2 separate regions of the Bombyx mori genome follow, and region 1 is linked to region 2. Evidence: chromatin contacts called from public Hi-C data. All regions are on one chromosome and are shown on one strand. Each heading gives the region's core, a stretch centred on a gene start, on an enhancer-like site or on the middle of the called end of the contact. The rest is flanking DNA. Distances are from core to core; before and after follow the strand shown. Region 1 overlaps LOC101746447 (ATP-binding cassette sub-family G member 8). Region 2 holds the start of LOC101746447 (ATP-binding cassette sub-family G member 8).

Region 1 (5,221 bases), core at 2,693-5,192, 68 kb after region 2:
TTGTATTAATATCAGCAGGTCGAACAATGTTCAGCGGTTACAGACGGGATATGTTGCCATATTTCTCATCCATCGATTATCCCTGCCCTGCCTTCAAGAACCCATCGGACTATTATTGTAAGTAACTAGAACTTCTCTCTGTCTCTCTCTTTTTCTCATCTCTCTTTCTGTGACATCTGTGGAGGGTGTTAGCATAGAATCTAAGAACATCTTTAGTAATACTCTAAGAAAATAAACTACTGTTAGAACAGGCGTAGAAAAAAATCAAATGTTGTTATCGTATAAATTTATTGACAGCTTAATAATAATTTAAACTTCTGTTAGTAGTGTAGTACTGAGTGTGGTGTAGCCTATTAAATTATTATTTGTCTTAAAGTGTATTCATAGCGGTCACGTATGTACATTAAGGAATTTCCGTTTGAATTTTTGTCTACCCACTGAAGTGGATTTAGATTTTAATCTTTATTAGATAGGAGAACGTGCTGACCGTGTTAAATTTTATCGGGACCCATAGACGTCACGATATTAACGTCGCAAACCTCTTTGAGACATAAACTCTAAATATCAATAACCACTGTCCCATCCATCGAAACGAAAATGGCCGAATATCTGAGAACGATGACAGATCGTTCATCTATTTTTTTTAGCAATTTTATGGCCTGGTAACTAAGACCTTTAAGTCAAGAGACGTTCATTGCAACCCTTACGCCAAAGATGGAATATATTTAAGAAAAGAATAAACAATCGTTTGTTAGTGGACCTGGTGACCCTGGATGAGTTGTCAGCGGCGGCGCTACTCGAGTCCTCGGGCCGCATCGAGGCGCTGAGCGCTGCCCGGCCCGCCACTCGCGCCGCCCCGCCCCCCGCCGCGCCCCTCCCGGCGCCCCGACACCCGCCCGCGCCGCACGTGCAGATACTCGCACTACTGCAGTACGTACGCTATTACCTATACCTTTCATCACATCGTTGCTGTACTGCTATTCTATCAAACGTAATCTATATTGTGTTACCAGTAGGAGAGACATAGGCACTGCTTGGTATTATAAAATAAGTTTGAAACGATAACATTTGGACCGTCGCAACACTCAACCGAACAATGACATCGACTGGATGGATAAAAAAGTCTTGTTCGTTCCAAAAATCACTATCGTTGATGATACTATGCCAAAAACCATCACCCGAAGTCTCAATCAAAGTGAAAGCTTCAGTTTAGTACAAAACAATGCTAAGTGCTTGCATGATTTTTTTCCTACCTATTCGCTGGTAGCCTAACAGGCTATTCCAACTAGGAATACCACGCAGGAATACACTATTCACCAACCCCGAACGGGTAGCTTAGCTCCCTTACTCAACCTGAGAGAATTTGCAAACAACTAGCCCTAACAAGAGCAGTCTTCTCAGACCCACTGAGAAGATTCAGGGAGAAACTCAATAGGAACGCCTGCATCCGAACGTATTCAACAGCAATAAGTGTACAAAAAATCTGACATTGGGCATTCTTTATGTAGTAAAAATCAAGTTTGATATCATAAACCGTGATACTCATTTGTTTTGATATAGGTACAACTAAAACTATTTAAGAAAATTAAAAGTTTTATTAATATGCCATATTTTTGTTAACTTTTGATTTCAGAAAAACTTTAGTATTCACTCAAGTTTCGACATTATCGAATATCATCACGCGAGTCCTCATAGCTGCTATTATATCTATTATCACCGGAACCATCTTCTGGGACCTGCCATCCACCGACCCTAAGGTACACGTTTTCACGTGAATATAAACCCTAATGTAGAGCGTTTACATGCCTTTTAGTATACAAGAAACTTATTCTTGTAAAGTTGAGTTGGTTAAAAGTGAAGTCGCGATTGCGTATCGAGGCCGACACAATATGCCATGTGATATTTACTCGTGTGACTTTATTGAAGTGAAATTTCTTTAGGCGCGTTGAGAGTAAAATTTACCTTGCTACAAATTCGTTACGGCTAGAGAGAAAAGATACAATTTAGGACGAGCGAGAGTGAGAAAACAGACTGAGCGTCTTGCGAACCGTTCGACCGTCGAGAGTGAGAAGTCAAAGCCAGCTAGGCCCTTTCTCTTATACACAACATTTCCTATTACAAGAGAAATTTGATTTAAGGATAAAAAATGAAGAAAACCATAACACTACACACACCCGCAAAAGAAGTTTCACTTCTTTCACGTGCACCGAGTTGAATGCGTGCCATTGACGACTTTGTAACATGTTATCATCTATTTAAAGAATATTTAAAAAAAATTTGTTGAATCAAAATTTCATGTTGAATTTATTGTAATTGTATTGTAATAATGTAAAGTTTTGAGGTTAAAGTTAATTTGACACTTTCTTGACACTTGACAGTTAACACAGAACGACAGAATAGGATTTCACTACACGGTGATGTGTTTGTCTGCTTGGCCGGTGTTGCTGTGGCTCGGCGCCAGGGAGGCCAGTTCGATGAGGAAGCACGTCGAGAGAGATATCGCTGTAGGACTTTACTCCAGGACCGTGTTTATATTATACGATGTAAGTTTTTATTATTATTAGTTTATTTAAAAAAAGAATTGCTTAGATGGATCGACGAGTTCACAACTCACCTGGGATGTAGTGGTGTTTGACAAGAGACACCTTCAGAAAATGAGTTTTAAGTCTCGATTTTCACAGTAGAACGGTTTCAAGCCCAAATGGAGGTTGTACCTACTCACGCGGGCTCACAAGACGCCCTACCACCAGTAATCCTTTTTTATTTTAATCTGTCAGTTAGCAACTATGTTGCGTATTACACAACCTCTGTTGCTAAAGTGCCACAAAAAAAATTTGATTATACCTACAATTTAAGTCTGCAATATCAGAAATGTATTTTAAGATTTTATCGTTGCTTTTTTCTAGCAATTTATCGAAGTACTTTCAGCGATATTGACCTGGCTAGCATACTTGGTCCCAAGCTATGCCATGTCGGGACTGTATGCACCCACACCAGGTGCCTTCGACGCCTTCTATATCTATTTAGGTTTGTATCTTATGCAATTTCTGAGTTCTTACATAATAGTCACCGAAGTGAACTAAATGTCTTTGATAACATATATATTATATATAATTATAGACTATTGAAAATTGAAAATAGTAACACTTTTGCCGTTGTCAAATTGCATACAGGGTGTGACAAAAACTGAGTTCAATTCAGAAAAAACAGAAAGGTGTTCTATTAAATTAGAGCAAATATACTGGAGCAAAGATAATTGAGGACCTATAAACATATTAAGCCTTAAAATTTGTATTTTTTCCCTAAAAAAATAATAATAATAAAAAACATTTTACGTGGAATAACTCGGATATATATTTTCTTAAAGTCATGGTATTATACGCGGCTGTCATAGAAAATTTAGTTTAAAACATCAGGAGGTAATAACCCTTTTTTTTTAATTGTTCACCGAACCGCTTCCACTAATTTTAGTAGTATTTTTTTTCTGTTTTCTTACGATTCATAGACCTGATTAAAACTACTTTTACAGTTGACCAACTCACTTGTTGTGGCCACAAAACTTGGAAAAACAAAGTATTTGGAACTACGGTATAAATAAATAAAAACAATAAGCGCTAAATAGAAACGTAAAAATACGTTCAATAATATATTTTGTGATTTAAATTTATAATATTATCTTCAGTTTAAACAGAGAATTACACGAGTTTATTAACTTTGATACAGAATGATACCCTCATGAATTGAAATTTTTTAAGCACCCTGTATGTACGCTAATATGTACTCATATTTAACTTGCTGTTATAATAAACCCAGAAAGATACGATAGCTAGTTAAAAATATAGGTTGTCTTTAAAGTCGGTTTACGGACTGTAGTTTTACGTGATAACGTAATTATCAGAACTATTCGAACTGCTAGCTCTGACGTCAAGCGAGAAGAGATATAAATGTGTCACAAGCCAACGCTTCGGCCGATCTTGCCTCTTTATCGCTTGCACGCTCAGGCTCAGGCGGAACGTGACACTTTTTCGTACGTGCAACCGATATTCATCGAATTATAAGACTTTATCGCGTCAACAAAATCGAATAATCCTTATTCAATATTTTAGGATGCATGGTGTTATTTTTCATCAACATCCAAATGGTGTGTCGAGCAACGATATTCCTGGTTCCGATGGAGAAGACGGCCTCAGTGATAGCTGGCGTATGTCTCCTGCTCGGCACCTTGGTGAACGGCGTGATGATACAGCAAGCGGATCTGCCTTATTACGTTAAATGGCTGCAATACGTGTCTCCGTCGAGGTGGACGATACCGGAGATATTGAGGAGGGAACTAAGCGAAACGGTTTTGAGGAACAGCATCAGTAAAGATCTCAGATGTACCAATAAACAGGTGAGATTTTTTTTACTTACAAAATTCCTAAAAAAAGGATATAGCTGTGCCAATGATATCACTGTTGACGATGAGATATAATCATTAAGGCAATGAAAAAGTATACCTATATGATTAATATTATTAAGTTATAGCTGTAGTTTAAAAAAAAAAATAATATCCAGAATTTAGAATACTTACCGCACTGTCGATTCAGCTATACAACGAATTAGTATCTTCATAATTAAAGCTATCCTGTATGACGTAATGTTAGTCAAATTAACTTGATCTGTAATGCAGTTGCTTTATTATGAGGCTGCGTCAAACAAATACGTGAGGTACTGTGACAGGTATGAGTAAGCTTACATTTGTACATTTTACAAATCAGTACAGTTTCAATAGCTCCTTGTAAGGGCATAGCATACACGAAGCTACTTTAGTACCGTGCCGAGTGTAACGGGAATCCACTTCTTCATGCAAGCCTTATAAATAGACCAACATCGTACATCTTAACCCACAGACACAGCTCACTGAGTTTCTCGCCGGATCTTCTCAGTGGGTCGCGTTTCCGATCCGGTGGTAGATTCTGCAAAGCACGGCTCTTGCTAGGGTTCGTGTTAGCAACGTCAGGTTTGAGTCCCGCGAGCTCACCTACTATTTCAGTGAATCTAGAATAACCTCTCGAGGTTACTAGTATAAGTAGGGAAAAAAAGAAGTACGTCTTAAACGAATCTTAAACAAAACGTTGCAGAGGCCGTATCCCGATATAATAGTACAATCGCCGTGTCCGCCGCCGAATGGAACTCAGGTGCTCTCCAACTACGGGTACCTTCGCGCGGACAACCTCTGGGA
Region 2 (5,674 bases), core at 1,742-4,241:
TTTCTTTTATTAAACTCTTATTTTTATCGAGGGTACTTAGAAATAACAACTATACAATTTTATGAAGTACAACTGAAGTTACGTCACTAACCTTTAGATCCCAGTATGGCCGTGACTTCGCCGCTGTGTGTCGTGAAGGATACATCTTTAAGGATCACTCCTGTCTTCACGCCTCCAGTGAGACGTTGGAAGAAGCTGCCTGGTTCCACCTGAGAATCGGTTAATTTTTAACGAAAGAATCAGACGAAGAAATCGATGTTTCATGGATTCGCTGTTAGCGGTCTGGCTGGCTCCATCGCGCCTCAGCGAATACAAATTAGAAAATTTCAACTACGCTTATTTCGGGCTTGCGTATTTCCTTACTGGTGGTAGGACTTCTTGTGAGTCCGCGCGGGTAGGTACCACCACCCCCCCCTATTTCTGCCGTGAAGCAGTAACGCGTTTCGGTTTGAAGGGTGGGGCAGCCGTTGTAACTATTCTGAGACCGTAGAAGTTATATCTCAAGGTGGGTGGCGCATTTACGTTGTGGCTGTCTGTGGGCTCCAGTAACCACTTAACACCAGGTGGGCTATGAGCTCGCTCCAACCATCTAAGCAATAAAAAAAATCTCGAGGTTTACATTAGATCCTCCAAACGAGTAAGTGAGCTAACGGGGCTTTAACCTGGCAAAATACAAGGATTGAAGAACTTCCTCTCACAAAAGACATCAACGAGCTTAGACAGTTTCCCAAGGACACTTTACCTTAAACGTCAAATATAATAGTGACCCAAGACATAATTATTTCGCTAAAGCATTATTTTAAGCAAGGAATCAATCAGTAGTAACGATAAGTAATCAAAAGCACTGTATTATTAATAAATATGTACCTCTTCAAAGCAAACAAAAAGAAAATGGCTTTTACCGATTCGTAAGTATTGTGACGGTTATGTCCATGTTATGTCTAACATCACGCGATACAGGCCTGTTTTAATGCGCTTTTTAAAGCTTAATGAGTATCTATGTATGCAACTAAATCTTTTAACGTAATTTTCATAAACTCCAAGACGGTCGGTTAAATAAAAAATTGGTTTACGTATCAAATACATTAGAATACTATCATTAATTCGTTCTTAGATCCTGACTAGATCGTAAGAAAATAGTCACTTTAATTTTTTGGCTAGCGGTGTCTTATTTAATTAATAATAAAGACTACTTTAGAAAATCACTAGCACCTGAGATCTTCTAAAATCGCGAACCGGTCCCTCGACCACTTAATTCAACTATTGCAGTTAGTGCCCAAATGAAAAAGATGACCCAGAATATTTCGACAACAACGCTTGCAAACGCACAACAACAAACCACAGTGAAAACAACACTGCGTTACTTAACTCAATAAAACGACACTATTCATTTAAATTAAACTTTATATCTACAAACGAACCTGTCCCGAATGGAAAACGTTGCACAGCTCCAAAGTATAATCGCCACCGATCATTTTTCATACAAAAAATTTAAAACAGAAATTTTTAATAAATAAAACAAGAATCCGTGGCAAAAACAATGATTAAAACATAACGATGCGACACGACTTTCACGTTACTAAATATATTTCGAACTAACAGAATTGTTGTTAACTTCAGCTCGTTATGTCGGGCGAGACGTTGCCAGTTCGTATTCTGACTAACTTCAACTCTATAACTGTAGTTTCGGTTTTAATATCGTTTTACGAATTTCAACTCTGCTGCCTACGATTTAGATGTCAGTTCGCAATAACGTATACATATTTTGTTATATGTTAAGGGTAAGATTCACACATAAACGGGAAGATTTAATGCTATAGCTTTAGAAACTTTGAAACTTGTGTAATAATAAAGCGAATAAGCACGAGAAATGATGAATGAAGTCATAACTATCACTCATTATAACCTCAGGTAAAGGTGGTATACAGTATTTATGCCAGTATAGGTATGTATATCCATAGATAGTCGTCGTGGCCTAAAGGATAAGGCGTCCGGTGTATTCGTATGTAGCGATGCGTCAGTGTTTGAATCCCGCCGACAGGTACCAATTTTTCCAATGAAATACGTACTTAAGAAATGACTTCCACGGTGAAGGAACAGCATTGTGTAATAAACAGCAAACCCGCAAAATTATAATTTGCGTAATCACTGGTGGTAGGTACCACTGCCCTGCCTGCCTGCCTGCGTTGTACTGTTAAAAGGGAGACCTCACAACTCATGTCTCAAGGTGGGTGGCCGCATTTACATTGTAGATGTCTATGGGCTAGGGTAACCACTAACATCCGGGGGACCGTGAGCTCGTCCATTCATCAATGCAATAAAAAAAATCTTCATTCTTTTTCCTAATTCTTATCCTGATCTCACATTATGTGGGTTCGGGGCTGCGTGTTCTTTTATTCCGCTGCATATGGATTTCGAATTAACGACCGGTCGCTTGTTTAACACCAACCCGCCTTGGACTATGTAATAAAATCATTAAATACATTGGTGTAGTAAACACTGCTCTCGTGTTTTGTTTATTTAGTGCATAGAACATATTTAAATTTAAATATTTAGTGCATAGAACAAAGCAATAAAGATGCAATTCGCACGCGGTAGCAATGAAATGTATACGTTTGTCCTTTTTCAGTGTTACTTCATCGAATATCGAATCGCAACGGTTCTAAGGAGTTTTTATTTTAAAAATTGTCACTTATATTTGATATGGAAACTCACATAAAACAACAGACTTCTCCTTAATGAAGAAAGTAACAATTTTTCCTCACATTTTCTACGCATCGTGCGCCTACATATTCACAGTCAACCTCAGAAGGCTGTAATCATTTTACGTCCCTTTCTAACGCATCAAAAAGCTTGATATGCATATGAAACGCCCACACGTTTACAACCGCGTTTATGTTCTTGCATTCCGATTATATTTTGTTTCGTTCTCTCTAGAACGTTTCATTGGGGTTCGAATGAGATGGACTATCTGCGCAGTGTCATCGACACAGGCTTCGCAGCCGATGGCAGTCGCTCGACCGCCTCAAGTCGGTAGTATCGTCGTTAAAATAAATCATTCAACTTAAAATCGATAAATAAATAAATTAAAAAAAAAACGAACGAATATTCGAAAAACAAATTTTGTATTAAAAGTCTATGTACCATCGTTTGTTGGTGTACTGAGTGATTATAGATGGTTTTGGTGTTTTGTGATCCGCTGGAACTGTGTTACATTTAAAGTCCCGTTGCCCATAACAGGTATGTATAATGTTGACATTGCTAAGGTGTTATTTCATTAACTTTTTCTTTCGATAACATTATTCTCTTAACAATTCACAAAGCGAACCATTTATTATATTGTAGCTAACATTTTAAAGTGATTTATAAACACCATGACTAATAATAGCCCAGTCACAACCAGTTCAAAGGAGGTCAGAATTTGTTAAGCTTTTCATTAGACTGTTGTTACAAGTCTGGAAAACTGTTGCATTTGAAACTACCTTACAACGTAACTAAACTTTTTAGACTTAAAACCAACTGTAGATTGTAATAGTTTGCGTTGTTCATTTCGTTTAAATCACAAGGAGAAATGTATAAAGCTTTCGTTTATAGTAATAATAATAGTTGTGGATTTATTGACCTGGTATAATGAGAAGGAAAGAAAAACCACAATGTTGATGAGGAATGAAGAGTAAAATGACTGACAGTTAATACTGTACAGCAAAACACTAAGCTCTTGAAGCAAACAGTATTTTTGATGCTTATTACTCCTCATCAATTGAAAGTAGTGCGCTAGACACGTCCTTGCGGATCCATCAGATCTAATACTTGCATTAGACGCCTTCAGCTCTAACACTAGGAGCTGGTTTAGGGACCCCGGTAACCGTACTCGTCGAACTCAGCAAGGGGTTCATCGTGCAACCTAAACCATGCATCAGTACGCGGAGTTTCTCGCCAGGTCATCTCAGCGGGTCGTAATTCCGATGCGGTAATAGATTCATTTGCGAAGCAGTTGCTCTTGAGTTGTTAAGTCTCCTTCGGAGACGCTCGGGCAGCTGTTAGCAAATCCCACCCCTCATGGCTGAGCCTTTGCTCGCCCACCTGTCCTGGTGAAACTGGAAAGGCGTCCAAGCCACCAGTAATCCTTCAATCATAAAAAAAGTTGAAAGTAGCATCCACTCCAGTAGGTAACATAGTGTTGGTGTTTTAATATACTGAGCGGCTGGTGTGGCCAATTTACTAAGATTCTTGCCCAAAAGCAAACGCATGCTCCAGTCTAGGTTTCTTTTGCCTAATACGTTCTGAGGAATTGTGTGAGATTAGCCCGCCGTCTCGTTTCTATCATCGCACCGCCCACCGCCTGAGCAAAGTTTATCTTTTCCCTAACTATTCGCCTAAGAGGCTATTCCAGCTACTCCCGGGCGAGTAGGTGAGCTCACGGGCTCAACCTGAGAGAATTTCCTAACATTAGCCCTACCAAGAGTAGTGCTTCGCAGAATCTACCACCAGATCGGAATCGCGACCCTCTGAGAAAATCCGGCCAGAAACTCAGTGGGCAAAGCTTATCCATACTGTGTAGAATTATAGCTTCATAAACAGTGTGTTTACAGAGGTTTTGCCACGTACCATCCGGCTTTGCAATGAAATGTCTTCCACGGTGTTTTAACTGTGCTATGATATGTCTTTATTCAAAAAGAGCTTGTGGAGAATCCTCAGCGGTAGGCTTGGCCGTGCCTCTGGCATTGCTGACGTCCATGACTGACGCTTAGCTATTGCATATTGGGTATATTGCGTCTAACATTGCTGACGTCGGCTAGATGGGGCGATGCTTGTCTGCCCAAGCTAATTATAAAAATGGTGAGCAACAAACAGATCAATACAAATTCACAGATACTTCAGTCATTAATTACGAATTTGTTACTAGATTCCGTAGTCAGTGTTTTCAAACAAAAGCGCAAAAATCCATATTAAATCTTCAGCAGTCAGCTACAAGACAAAGTAGCACATGGATCGATGAATTGGCATTGCAGTCGGAACATGACAGACCTTCAAATATGAAATTACATATTAAAAAAGTGTGTGTGTCCGCTCCGACGCACGACTGGAGTTTACTGGATATAAAAAATTAAACGAAACAATACGAGAAATAGTTCTATATTACGACAACACGATACACTACAGATTATTAACAAATTAACGAGACACAAAACAAACGACTAACAAATATATGAAAATACAATAATGAGAGAAACGCGCGATCAGTACGAGGCTTTGTGGCGGACTGCCGGCGCAGCAGCCCGGCGTCACCTGCGATAACGCGGCCGCGCGTTGGCTCCTGATTGGCGCGCGCACGCATCACGCAATCAGGAGCCAATCAGGCGCATAACGCATTTCGTGTGACATGCTAGTACGATTTTGGTCCCCATAATTTTCATACCCCGGGCCTATATATGTAAATCGATTCTAAAGGAGTAAACTCCAAAAATACGATCTTGATTATCCTTTTAAATTTAGTAAAGTTTCGTAAAGTATTTTGTGTAAATATAGAAATGAGCTCGTTCGTTATCTAAATCGTCGCTGGAGTTAAAGAGCAAGAAAATCACTATGTGAATTCCGCGCGTGCGTCTATTCTTTCTTTTGTTTTTTATGTTGAAAATTAATATCCATATACAACAATCAGGGCCGCTTGCCA

Evidence for each region. A called contact is a pair of places that touch in the nucleus more often than the background predicts.
Region 1: a contact with region 2 is called in a Hi-C map of whole pupa, with 10 times the contacts expected there. The contact joins the enhancer-like site here to the promoter of LOC101746447 in region 2. A contact is called at or near these places in 2 of 7 Hi-C or Micro-C datasets (both in whole pupa).

The regions. Positions count from the first base shown.
Region 1 is chr22:4,024,034-4,029,254 of ASM3026992v2, forward strand. LOC101746447 (ATP-binding cassette sub-family G member 8) reads left to right here. Exons shown (of 18, transcript XM_012695376.4): 12 at 1-117; 13 at 756-930; 14 at 1,634-1,757; 15 at 2,379-2,543; 16 at 2,907-3,027; 17 at 4,107-4,390; 18 at 5,121-5,221. Among protein-coding and RNA genes, the nearest start is that of LOC101735668, 14 kb to the right of the region's middle. Within about 2 kb of position 3,943, at least 5 of the 8 cell types and tissues checked have open chromatin away from gene starts, as enhancers often do.
Region 2 is chr22:3,957,005-3,962,678 of ASM3026992v2, forward strand. It overlaps LOC101746447 (ATP-binding cassette sub-family G member 8), which reads left to right and starts at 2,992. Exons shown (of 18, transcript XM_012695376.4): 1 at 2,992-3,240. LOC101735894 (ATP-binding cassette sub-family G member 5) reads right to left here and starts at 1,604. Exons shown (of 13, transcript XM_004931940.4): 1 at 1,422-1,604; 2 at 92-209. The coding sequence starts at 1,475.